2 separate regions of the Drosophila melanogaster genome follow, and region 1 is linked to region 2. Evidence: chromatin contacts called from public Hi-C data. All regions are on one chromosome and are shown on one strand. Each heading gives the region's core, a stretch centred on a gene start, on an enhancer-like site or on the middle of the called end of the contact. The rest is flanking DNA. Distances are from core to core; before and after follow the strand shown.

The links. Hi-C and Micro-C count contacts between places; a contact is called where the count stands out from the background.
Region 1: a Hi-C map of the Kc167 cell line shows a contact between it and region 2, with 2.2 times the contacts expected there. The contact joins the promoter of Rca1 here to the promoter of ifc in region 2. A contact is called at or near these places in 2 of 107 Hi-C or Micro-C datasets (the Kc167 cell line and the S2 cell line).

The regions. Positions count from the first base shown.
Region 1 is chr2L:6,849,148-6,854,941 of dm6, forward strand. It overlaps Rca1 (Regulator of cyclin A1), which reads left to right and starts at 3,168. Exons shown (of 1, transcript NM_057866.3): 1 at 3,168-4,719. The coding sequence starts at 3,275. The coding sequence ends at 4,510. l(2)k09022 (lethal (2) k09022) reads left to right here and starts at 4,995. Exons shown (of 4, transcript NM_135235.3): 1 at 4,995-5,794. The coding sequence starts at 5,099.
Region 2 is chr2L:5,983,192-5,988,349 of dm6, forward strand. ifc (infertile crescent) reads left to right here and starts at 3,157. Exons shown (of 2, transcript NM_057246.5): 1 at 3,157-3,701; 2 at 4,425-5,158. The coding sequence starts at 3,304. The coding sequence ends at 4,992. eIF4A (eukaryotic translation initiation factor 4A) reads left to right here. Exons shown (of 5, transcript NM_001258978.3): 2 at 1-45; 3 at 820-1,433; 4 at 1,528-1,751; 5 at 1,835-2,718. The coding sequence ends at 1,979.

The DNA.
Region 1 (5,794 bases), core at 1,918-4,417, 870 kb after region 2:
AAATAGTTGGTCACTTGTAGAGAAAGTGCAAACGTTGAGATACCCTAGAAAGCAGCAACATTAAATCTTTCTAAACATAAGAAGTAAAAGTGACATTAAGATATTCTTCAAACTTTTTAAAACTAGGGAACATACATCCATTAACAACTCAATTTTAACAAGTTAACAACCTACGAAAGGGTAGCAAGAATGAGTACTCATATACTTATAAACCCACCGCCGAAATCAAACACAATCAAGCGAATTGGGTTCCGTTCCAGTTTGAGTTCCAGTTCGGGTTACTTTGCTTGCACAGCCATTTGAGTTTGTCCGTTCGTTTGGTTAAAAATAATCCGACCACTTCGCGTGGCCGCAAGGACACCCAGGATGGCCTCCCACCGCGGTAAACATCGTTTGTCAAATGCTCCGACTGCCCCGTCCAGCTCCAAGCCACGACAACTCACAATGCCATCCTGGCCAGCTCCATCTCCAACTCCACCCCATCCTCCATCCTCCACCTTCAGTTCCAGTTGCAGTGTGTCCAGTGTGGATGGGTGACTTCCTTCCTTGGTCGAAGGACTTACGTGAGTCGCGGCCGTGCGATAAAATAACCGGTTACAAAATATTTGTTGACATTCCGCGGTAAATTACCATAATTAGTTGATTCGAGCGACCGACCCATGTTTGATCGGGCTGTCATGGGTTAAAGCACCAATGGAGTGGAATGGGTGTGCGTGCAGCGACATAATGCCAAAACAGGGCACTGCCCACTGCCAAAAGGATAATAATTAGAGCATATGTACGGATTGAGTGCAAATATTGACAGGAGCTGCCCTTCCTTTCCCCCATTTGTCATCATTCCGGGTCGTTCTGGTGCGTAAACTCAAATTAATCAGCCGCATATCAATATCCGTGCAAACATAGCTCCACATCAAAACATATGTATGCATATATGCGCTACATATGTCGCGACCTTTTGGACATGGATTTGCCTTGCCTCAAGGATTTTCCCTCAGCCATAAGGAATTGTGTTCTGTTGACAGTAGTTTTTGGGGTGAAGGTTAGTTAGCATTCTCGAAGCAGGACAAGGCAAATAGATTCATGGTATGGTAAAGTCGCGATTTGTACAGGAAGTAATGTAAGTCCTTAAAGTAAAGTCAAGGAAATGAGTTGAGACTTATTTTTGAAAACAATATTTATGAGTGCAAGAGCACTACTTCATTATTCAACCAACAACATATTATTTCTAGCAAATCTTGTAATATTTTATATAATACTTTAAATATCATTGCAGTTATCTTCTATATACACCTAAGATAAATCAATGCCTAGCACATATCCCTAGTTCGACTCATTCGGCTCCCATTGACAAAGTCATTAGTTAACATCCCTCTGATCTCAAAGCAAACAGGGTGACCACGACTTCCCAGGACCGAACCAAATGAACCACAGATTAATCCCAAAGCCACGACGACAATTAATATGCTGCCATATCCACGCCCGAAAAAAAAAAAAGATGGGCAAACCGGTCAGTGGAAAAGAGATTAGAACAGTCAAATGACTTTAAATTAAGCCGATGTGCGTCTGTCCGTCGATTTAATTAAAATCAAAACAAAATCTTTGCCCGCCGACACGCCCCTTTTGGTGGCAGCAAATAGACAAATAATAAAACCATAAATAATGCAAAACAATAAACGAGCAAGTATTCATAAATTATTAACGCAGAAGCTGCTGGCCGACAAAAGGCAGCGCAAATACCCAAAATATTTTGCCAAAGCATTTAGAAGGACAATGAGGCACGAACCAGATGACAGAATCCGGGGTAGAATAGCAAATCCCCGCAGCAAATAATTGAGCCTCATAAAGGAAATATCATTCATTGATTTTCCCCCGGCAACCACAACAGATTCTCGACCTCTCATCTTTCCCAGCAAGTGGATGAAGTCGTCGGGCGGTTGCAAATGGTCCTTGGAATGGGAATGGGCACGAGCATGGGTTGGCCAGTGGTGGTGGGTCATGGGGCTTCATTTAGCTGACTCTATGGACAGCTGACGAAACTATCCACCTAGCGGCGAAGGAAGACTTTCACATGAATCCCAAATCTATGCCCCGTCATGATTTGCACAAAAAACTTGAGCTGGCAAATTTGTCAGTGGGCACAAAGGACGCGGCAAAGAAGAAGATGAGGGAAGCGGAACGGAAAAAATCTAAGGACGAGTCAGGGAGAACAAATGATAAATTATTGAGGGATTTTCGTTAATTTGATGACACTGATGATGGCCAAGGCCAGATTATCCTGACTGCCGAATTTTGATTGGGCCAAACAGGGAACAGAAGACATATCTCATAAAATAATTTGTAATGATTTCAATTTTAATAGATATAGATATACTTATGTTCGATTAAAATCTTTTTGTTATAGGCGTAGAAATTTAAATAGCACCATATGTCAGCTAATCGAGAGTATTTTTATAAGCTTATCAACATAATTTTACCAATGTCTTCAAAGCTAAGACGATGAAATACACTTTTAATATATATAATATAATATAATAATATAATATAATATAATAATATAATAATAATATATAAGATGTTAAACGGAATCCCGTTTTTATAAAGTGAATGTTTTCAAACTATTACTTATTTCCATATTTAATAAGTGAAAGTTTTCTATTTTCGAATTGGTATTAAAGCAATAAGCTGAGTATATAGGTATTTATTTTATACTTATGGCGTAAGGCATGGAAATATAATTTATTGAAAGTCAAATTCTTGGTGTTTTTAACTTAATGAACTGATTATACATATTATTTATCACTCTTATTCTTTATTTTACTTCTTTTTTCGAGAGCATTAGTCGCAAGTGCGTCTTCGCTAGCTTTGGAATGTGTACTCGCTAATATGGAAGTATGTACACACTGCATAGAATGAAAAAACGCTATCTTATTCCAGAACCTCAAATCTTGTACAGCTTGAACTCTTTTAGACATGTTTATAAATGGCTGAAGTTGCTTATGTTAATAGGAGTCTACGATTAACTGTCAGATTCCAATAATCCGATCAAGTGGCATCTTTTAATGCACAAGTTTAAATGGTTTGCCTAACAGTCACGATAATATATATCAAATGGTTGGCAACGCGATACGTAGCATTCTGAGTTGACCCGACAATGAACTGGTATCTATTTAGTAGCCAGTTAGTATTTTATTGGGGCGGTCACACTGATCCGTACCCAAAAACAATCAACCGATGCGAAAAGCATAACAATTCGAAAGTTTAAAATTCGGTCAAGATGAGCGCCTATTATCGGCGCGCGGCGTTGCGGAAGAAGAGCCCAAGCCGAGGGTCATCCTTCGAGTTGGAGATGAACGAGTCTGGCTACACATCCTTCCTGGCGCTGCACAATTCCACCGCGGAGACGCCATTTTTATTGGAGGACGCTGAGGGCGAAAACTGTCGCAATGCATCGAATACCACAACATTCTTTCGGGGGCTGAACACGCCCAGTGGCCACCAGGAGCAGGACCTTTACTGGGGCAAGCCCTATCCCAGAACACAGCCCCAAAAGAAATTTTCCGCGGAGGAGGAGCCTTTCTCTATGACTCCGCGTCTGCAGGATGAGCATAGTCTGCCCAAGCGACGCAAGAAACACTTTCAATCGCCACACAGTAGCCCCAAGAAGTCCAAAAAGCTGCTCTTTCCCCACATAGAAGAACCGCCCAAGAATCGCTTCTACGGCGGTGTCGAAAAGCTGGATATCGTGGCCAAGCTGGCGCAATGGCAACCGGCACTGCAGTGCATACTGCGTCATGTGGGCGCCCACACGCTGGACGTGATGACCAAGGTATCGCCGGCCTGGAAGCAGGCTGTTTATCGCAGCCAACGCGACTTGGAGCGCCTACAGAACCACCGACTCAAATTGAATCTAACCAAAGAGAATCCTCACGTGCCCAAGCGGTGCAGCCATGTGCCCAAGGCAAACCACACAGTGCCATTGCAGACCTCGAACCATAGCAGCCTGGCCAACAGCGCCGCCTCGCTAATGGACTCGGGCAACTCGAGCATCCACCTGATGGACGTGGATGCCGGAAGGGTGCTGCGCGAGCAGACGCAGCGCGTCAAGTGTCCGCGATGCGGTCGAGGCAGCCGGGTTTTCATAAGCGAGGCGGCCAAGTGTGGCGAAAACCTATTGTCGCAAACTCTGCCTATTGGACGTACAACCAGCACATTCCCCTGCATGACGGGTCCGCCTCTCAAACGCTTCCTGTCCCTGGATCTTGACGAGGTCAGGACTTCACCGCAAGGACCGCCATATAACTTCGCCGAATGCACCAGTGTCATCTGCCAGTTTCGGTTCTGCGTCAACTGTCTGTGCAAGTCGCATCCCGGCGAGCGTTGCCTGGTCACCGAACTGGACACACCATCCAAACTGATGATGCCACGGGAGCGACTGACGCCGCCACAACGTGCCCAGAACCGTGATCCGAAAATCACAAGGAAGAACTCGCTCAAGCGGCTCTGCTTTTAGCTTTATCATAGGCTTTTAACTATTACGATTAGTATTCGATTTTTTTAAATCTCATTAATTTCGTATTATGTCCATCGCATTAAGTTCCATTTCATCACGTACATTCATATATATGTTTTTAAATCGTTCCATGTAAGGTTTGTCGGAATTCTGTACCTCTGCGAGATTAAGTATTTTTTACACATGCAAAATATATAAATCATTTTTAGAACTATAATTGTTATAATTATAACTGGGGGAAAGTGATTCCTGTTTATTAACATGTAAGGCTTTGTTATTATACATCATTATAACAGGCTTCAAAGGCAGCCTTAATATGTTAGGCAAGTCTTAAAAATATTTTATTATTATTGATTGCATTGCATAAAATAAATTCAAACAGAAAATGTTTAAAATCAGCTGTAGTATACTGGTTTGGGTCTTGGCTAACGCCAATGCGCGCTATTTACCGTAAGCTACTTTGTGTACTGCCAAGAGATCTTTGGCCACACCAACAAAACACGTGTGGAGTGCGGTTGCCGCACATTTATTGTTCTCCGTTTTTACCTTTAATTAACTTGAGAAAAAAGGAAAAAACGATCATCCAAAATGAGTACTGCGTTGGCACAGCAGCTGCAGAAACTGGCTGCGCCGCAGTCGTCGGTAACTTTGGCAGATGCACGAAGTCGCGCCTCCATACTCTTCGATCCCAAGGAGGCGGCCACCAAGGATCGGCGGTCCATTTATGAGATCGGGTTAACGGGACTGCAGGAGCTGACCGACTTTAATCCGGCCTTCAAGGAGTTCCAGCTAACGTTGTTCGATGAGGCCACATTGACGCTGGAGCGTTCCGTGGAGCTGCCGGAGATTAACAAGATGCTGGACGCGGCCATTGCAAAGTTTCTGCGCCTTCTTTCGCCGTACCTTCTGCTCCGCCCCGCACACATGGCCTTCGAATGGTTGCTGCGACGATTCCAGGTTCACGAGTATAACCGTAGCGAAGTTATGGCCCTGATTCTGCCCTATCACGAGACAATGATCTTTGTCCAGATCGTTAAGACCATGAGGCTCCGGTCATCGGATGGCGACTGGTACTGGCTGCGCCCGTTGCAGCGTCCTGGCGTTCCGCTAGCCAAGACTGCTATTATTAACAGAGCCGCCAGCAATCCCGCCTTCCTCGGCTTCATCTGCCAAAGTACCCAGAAGGCGGTTAAGGAACTGGGTCCTCGAGCCCACCAACTGCAAGCCCAGATCAACTTCTATGCCACCGTCGTAGTTGGCGCCCTGCAAACGGCCAAACCACTG
Region 2 (5,158 bases), core at 1,907-4,406:
TTCCCTGTGTGAGGGGTCGCGATGTCATTGCCCAGGCCCAGTCGGGTGAGTAAATGGCTCCGAGTCCCCCATCATCATCTTCACCATCATCCCCCTCGATCAGTCACAAAGAAAAACTTTCGAGAATGTGCAAAATCGGCGAAAAAACAGCACGATGACTCAGCCGCTGCGCCTGTATTTCTTTGTTGAAATTCCGCTTTGCAGCACTCTCTTTCTTCTCCTTATACTCTCTCTCTTCCGTCCGCTCTCTTCGATTGTCGGCGTCGTTGCGCTTGCGCGCCACTTTTCGCTGACCAGCTGCGTTTCGGTTTCTCGGCCGCCAGGCCAGAAGAAAGTTCCCAGAAAGAAGGTCGCTCTTCGAGCGCTCTTGGCGAATTCCAGCTGCTATGCGTTTTTAAGGTCATCTGTTCCAAATGCGATCTACCTACATTGCTCATTCGGCACTAATCCATTTTGCAGGCTCTGCAAAAGAGGCTCTATATACATATTAATATAGTTCATTCTCAACTCCTGTTTTGTGTTCTGGCACTTGCACCTGCCTATCGATGTATAGGCAGGGATTAGTGGCCAGCTCGACCCTGAAATGGCACATCAGCTACCTGATGAAACGATGGACAACTGTCTTTATTCCATTGATCTTTCCGTCATTCAAGTTTACGCCTAACAGAATTGCATAACAAATGGCGTACTGGTTAGTCGAAAATTGGAATTTTGCTGAATTTCCATAAGAATATCACATAGTTAGAAAAGTAATTGTGTATAGTCCGTAGCACACACTATTCTGCATACTAACCATTTTACCTTTAATCTCCTCCGTAGGAACTGGCAAGACTGCCACCTTCTCGATTGCTATCCTTCAGCAAATCGACACGAGCATTCGCGAGTGCCAGGCGCTGATCCTGGCCCCCACTCGCGAGTTGGCCACGCAGATCCAGCGCGTGGTGATGGCGCTCGGCGAGTACATGAAGGTGCACTCGCACGCCTGCATTGGCGGCACTAACGTGCGCGAAGACGCCCGCATCTTGGAATCCGGTTGCCATGTGGTGGTGGGCACTCCTGGCCGCGTCTACGACATGATCAACCGCAAGGTGCTGCGCACCCAGTACATCAAGCTGTTCGTGCTGGATGAGGCCGATGAGATGTTGTCCCGCGGTTTCAAGGATCAGATCCAGGATGTCTTCAAGATGCTGCCCCCAGATGTGCAGGTCATCCTGCTGTCCGCCACCATGCCGCCGGATGTGCTCGAAGTGAGCCGTTGCTTCATGCGTGATCCCGTCAGCATCCTGGTTAAGAAGGAGGAACTGACCCTTGAGGGTATCAAGCAGTTTTACGTCAACGTGAAGCAGGAGAACTGGAAACTGGGCACCCTTTGCGATCTGTACGATACGCTGTCCATCACCCAGTCGGTAATCTTCTGCAACACCCGTCGCAAGGTAAATTCACTCATTCTTATAATTGTGTGAAGCTGGATTAGTTTCAATCGCAAAGCCGATAAGTTGCTAACAAAAATGTCTACCCATTCTTCAGGTGGACCAACTGACCCAGGAGATGTCTATCCACAACTTCACCGTCTCGGCCATGCACGGCGACATGGAGCAGCGTGATCGCGAGGTCATCATGAAACAATTCCGTTCGGGCTCGTCTCGTGTTCTGATTACCACTGATTTACTGGCGCGCGGTATTGATGTGCAGCAGGTGTCGTTGGTCATCAACTATGATCTGCCCTCGAACCGCGAGAACTACATTCATAGGTAAGTGCTCACCACCTCGCCCCTGAATCTACTCAGCTATGTGCTATACTAAACATGATACCATCACTTTCAATCTATTTCAGAATTGGTCGCGGTGGTCGTTTCGGTCGCAAGGGTGTTGCGATCAACTTTATTACAGATGATGATCGACGAATCCTTAAGGATATTGAACAGTTCTACCACACAACAATTGAGGAAATGCCTGCTAATATTGCCGATTTGATTTAAATTTTTTCTGCTGAGCCGCAAAACAACTAAGAAAGAATTCTAAACAAAAAGTGAGTGAGCAAAACAGCAAACAAGAACTGCGAAATCGATAACCGAGCGCAACTATAAATTATTCAAAGATCAACAAGTCAAGTTAAATATTTATTATTCAAATATTAATTCGAAAAGGCAGCCGACCGACCACCCAAAAAAAGGACTAAACCAGGACAGAGCAGCAACATCTTCAGCAGCGGCGCAGCAGCAGTAACATCAGCAGCAGCGGAAGCGGCAGCAACACCACCACCAATTGCCGATTAGCCGGAACCCCTCTGTATCCATTTAGTTCTCTGTGTATCATCAATTTTAAAACTGCGTTGTCAACCAGCAACAACAAATATATACAAATATATAAAAAAAAAAAAACAAAACTTAAAACAACATTTGCATCTATCTAAAAAAAGTAATATCTGAAACCAGGTACAAGATACCACTTGCTAAGAAGAGCGAGGAACTAAACGCAAAAGCCACAATATCAGAACACCTTTTTGCCGCACCTTTGTTTTAGCTTTTTCTAGAACTATTGATAAAAATATATTAAAACAAAACAAAATACATATGTACACATTATGTTTAAATATACCACTCCTAAAAAACAGCTGACAACCGAAGCAACATTTTACGCTAAACACGAACACACAGCGAATCCACCCAGATCTATAAATGTATTAACATATAGCTATATATCTTTCGGGGTATGGCCAAAAAATATATGGTTGCCGCTATTGGGTGTATAGCATGAGTTGATATAGCTGTGGATATATACAATTGGGTGGTATTGTAGATTATGTTTAACAAAGCGGAAGTAAATTCCTTATCTCAAAACAGTAGAACGAAAATGGCTGTTTTTGAAAAGTTTTTATGTATCTGTTACGTACGGTTTGGGTTAACCTCATATTAACCCAAACCTTTTTAGCCAATTTCATAAGCTTTCGCTTTAAAACCAGCTCTCTAAGCAAGATGAGTTCCAAAAGTTAAACTAATTTTTTAAAACTTTCAACACCACTCCACTGCATATACTTTTAAAACGAAAGCGCAGTGGGTAAGTTGCATTTCGTTAAGCCTTCACATCAACTTATCGGTTGAAATTCTGATAACAAGCTATCGATAATCTATCGATTCGACTCGCAGCCCTATCACGTCAGGTCATATTAATTTTTCAATCCGCCCAGTTGGATGTTTGGACAGTTTCCTTCCTCGCGCCGGTCGATAATGTTGGCCAACTAACACCGACCTGTAGCACGTCACCCGTAATAACCCATAACCGCAACCAGTCCAAGCATCCAAGATGGGACAGAAAGTTTCGCGCACCGACTTCGAGTGGGTGTACACGGAGGAGCCGCACGCCTCGCGGCGCAAGATCATACTGGAGAAGTACCCGCAGATCAAGAAGCTCTTTGGCCACGACCCGAATTTCAAGTGGGTGGCCGGCGCAATGGTGCTCACACAGATCCTGGCGCTGTTCGTCGTGAAGGACCTGTCGTGGTCGTGGCTCATCGTGGCCGCCTATTGCTTCGGCGGCATCATCAACCACTCGTTGATGCTGGCCGTTCACGAGATCTCGCACAACCTGGCCTTTGGACACAGCAGACCTATGCACAACCGGATCTTGGGCTTCATCTGCAACCTGCCCATCGGGTTGCCCATGAGCATTTCCTTCAAAAAGTACCATCTGGAACATCACCGGTACGTGCCAATCGGTTCGAATTCATACCCTAAACCGCACCCTCACGCACACATGGGCATTAACACTTTTCTCTGGGCAATAGGGCGTAGTCACACAGTAAACAGCGAAAACATCATCCCATTCCGCATTTATCCATTTAAAAGCCGGCTTGTGTTGTTCAACACTGATTGCTCTCCATTGGGTTTCATGTGAATTTTCACCCCGCAAACTTGTGAATCAGTTTTCATGTTGTTCCCTTTTGCCGGGCATCGAGTGCGTCTTAATTGCGCCGATTAGATAAGGTTGTAGTTATATGTGTATCCGAATAGGCGCTCAATTGGTCACGTAGCTCAGTGATTTGCCACTCGACTTCTCGGCTGCAAGTCGCGTTCAGTTGAGTCACTGCTTCGCCTTCCGCAAAAAGTTCCCGAAATATTATTCAAACTAATTTTATGAGTGTTGTTTATGTTTACAGTTACAGTCATTCACTATGTTTCTAGTCGTAGATAGTGTTTATCTTATCGCCCAGGTGCACCATTGGGCGGATCATTGATTGTCGTTCAACAACGTCCCAATCCCAAATGTTCGCTTCTCAGTCCCAACTAAGTCTAAAATAAGTCATGTACGTAAATCATCACAAACTATCTGCATTCTAAAAAAATTATATTGCTAACTACATGCTATGCATACATTGTTCACCGTTCACCAGCTCAATAAACTGTAACGTTTATTTGTCCTTTCAGTTACCAAGGTGATGAGGCAATTGACACTGACATACCCACACTGCTGGAGGCGCGCCTGTTTGACACCACATTTGGAAAATTTCTGTGGGTGTGCCTGCAGCCTTTTTTTTACATTTTCCGTCCACTGATTATTAACCCGAAGCCACCTACACGCCTGGAGATTATTAACACCGTGGTGCAGCTAACTTTCAACGCCCTGATCGTTTACTTTCTGGGCTGGAAGCCACTGGCCTATCTGTTGATCGGCAGTATTCTAGCAATGGGACTGCACCCGGTGGCCGGACACTTTATCTCGGAGCACTACATGTTCGCCAAGGGCTTTGAGACGTACTCCTACTACGGTCCGCTCAACTGGATCACCTTCAATGTGGGCTACCACAACGAGCATCACGACTTTCCGGCGGTGCCCGGCTCCAGGCTGCCAGAGGTTAAGCGCATCGCTAAGGAATTCTACGACACAATGCCACAGCACACCAGCTGGACCCGGGTTCTGTACGACTTCATCATGGACCCAGCAGTGGGACCTTACGCACGCGTGAAGCGACGCCAGCGCGGCCTGGCCTCCTAAGCCATCGATGCTATTCAAGGTTTCCTGCCATGAATGTAATCTCAGCGTTAGACCTAAAACGGCTTTTTTATGTATATATACACCGTAGAGACATTTACAGCGGATGCAGAAGAAATAAGGGGAACAACCACACACATAGCACCAGCTAATCTCTGTGATTAGATAA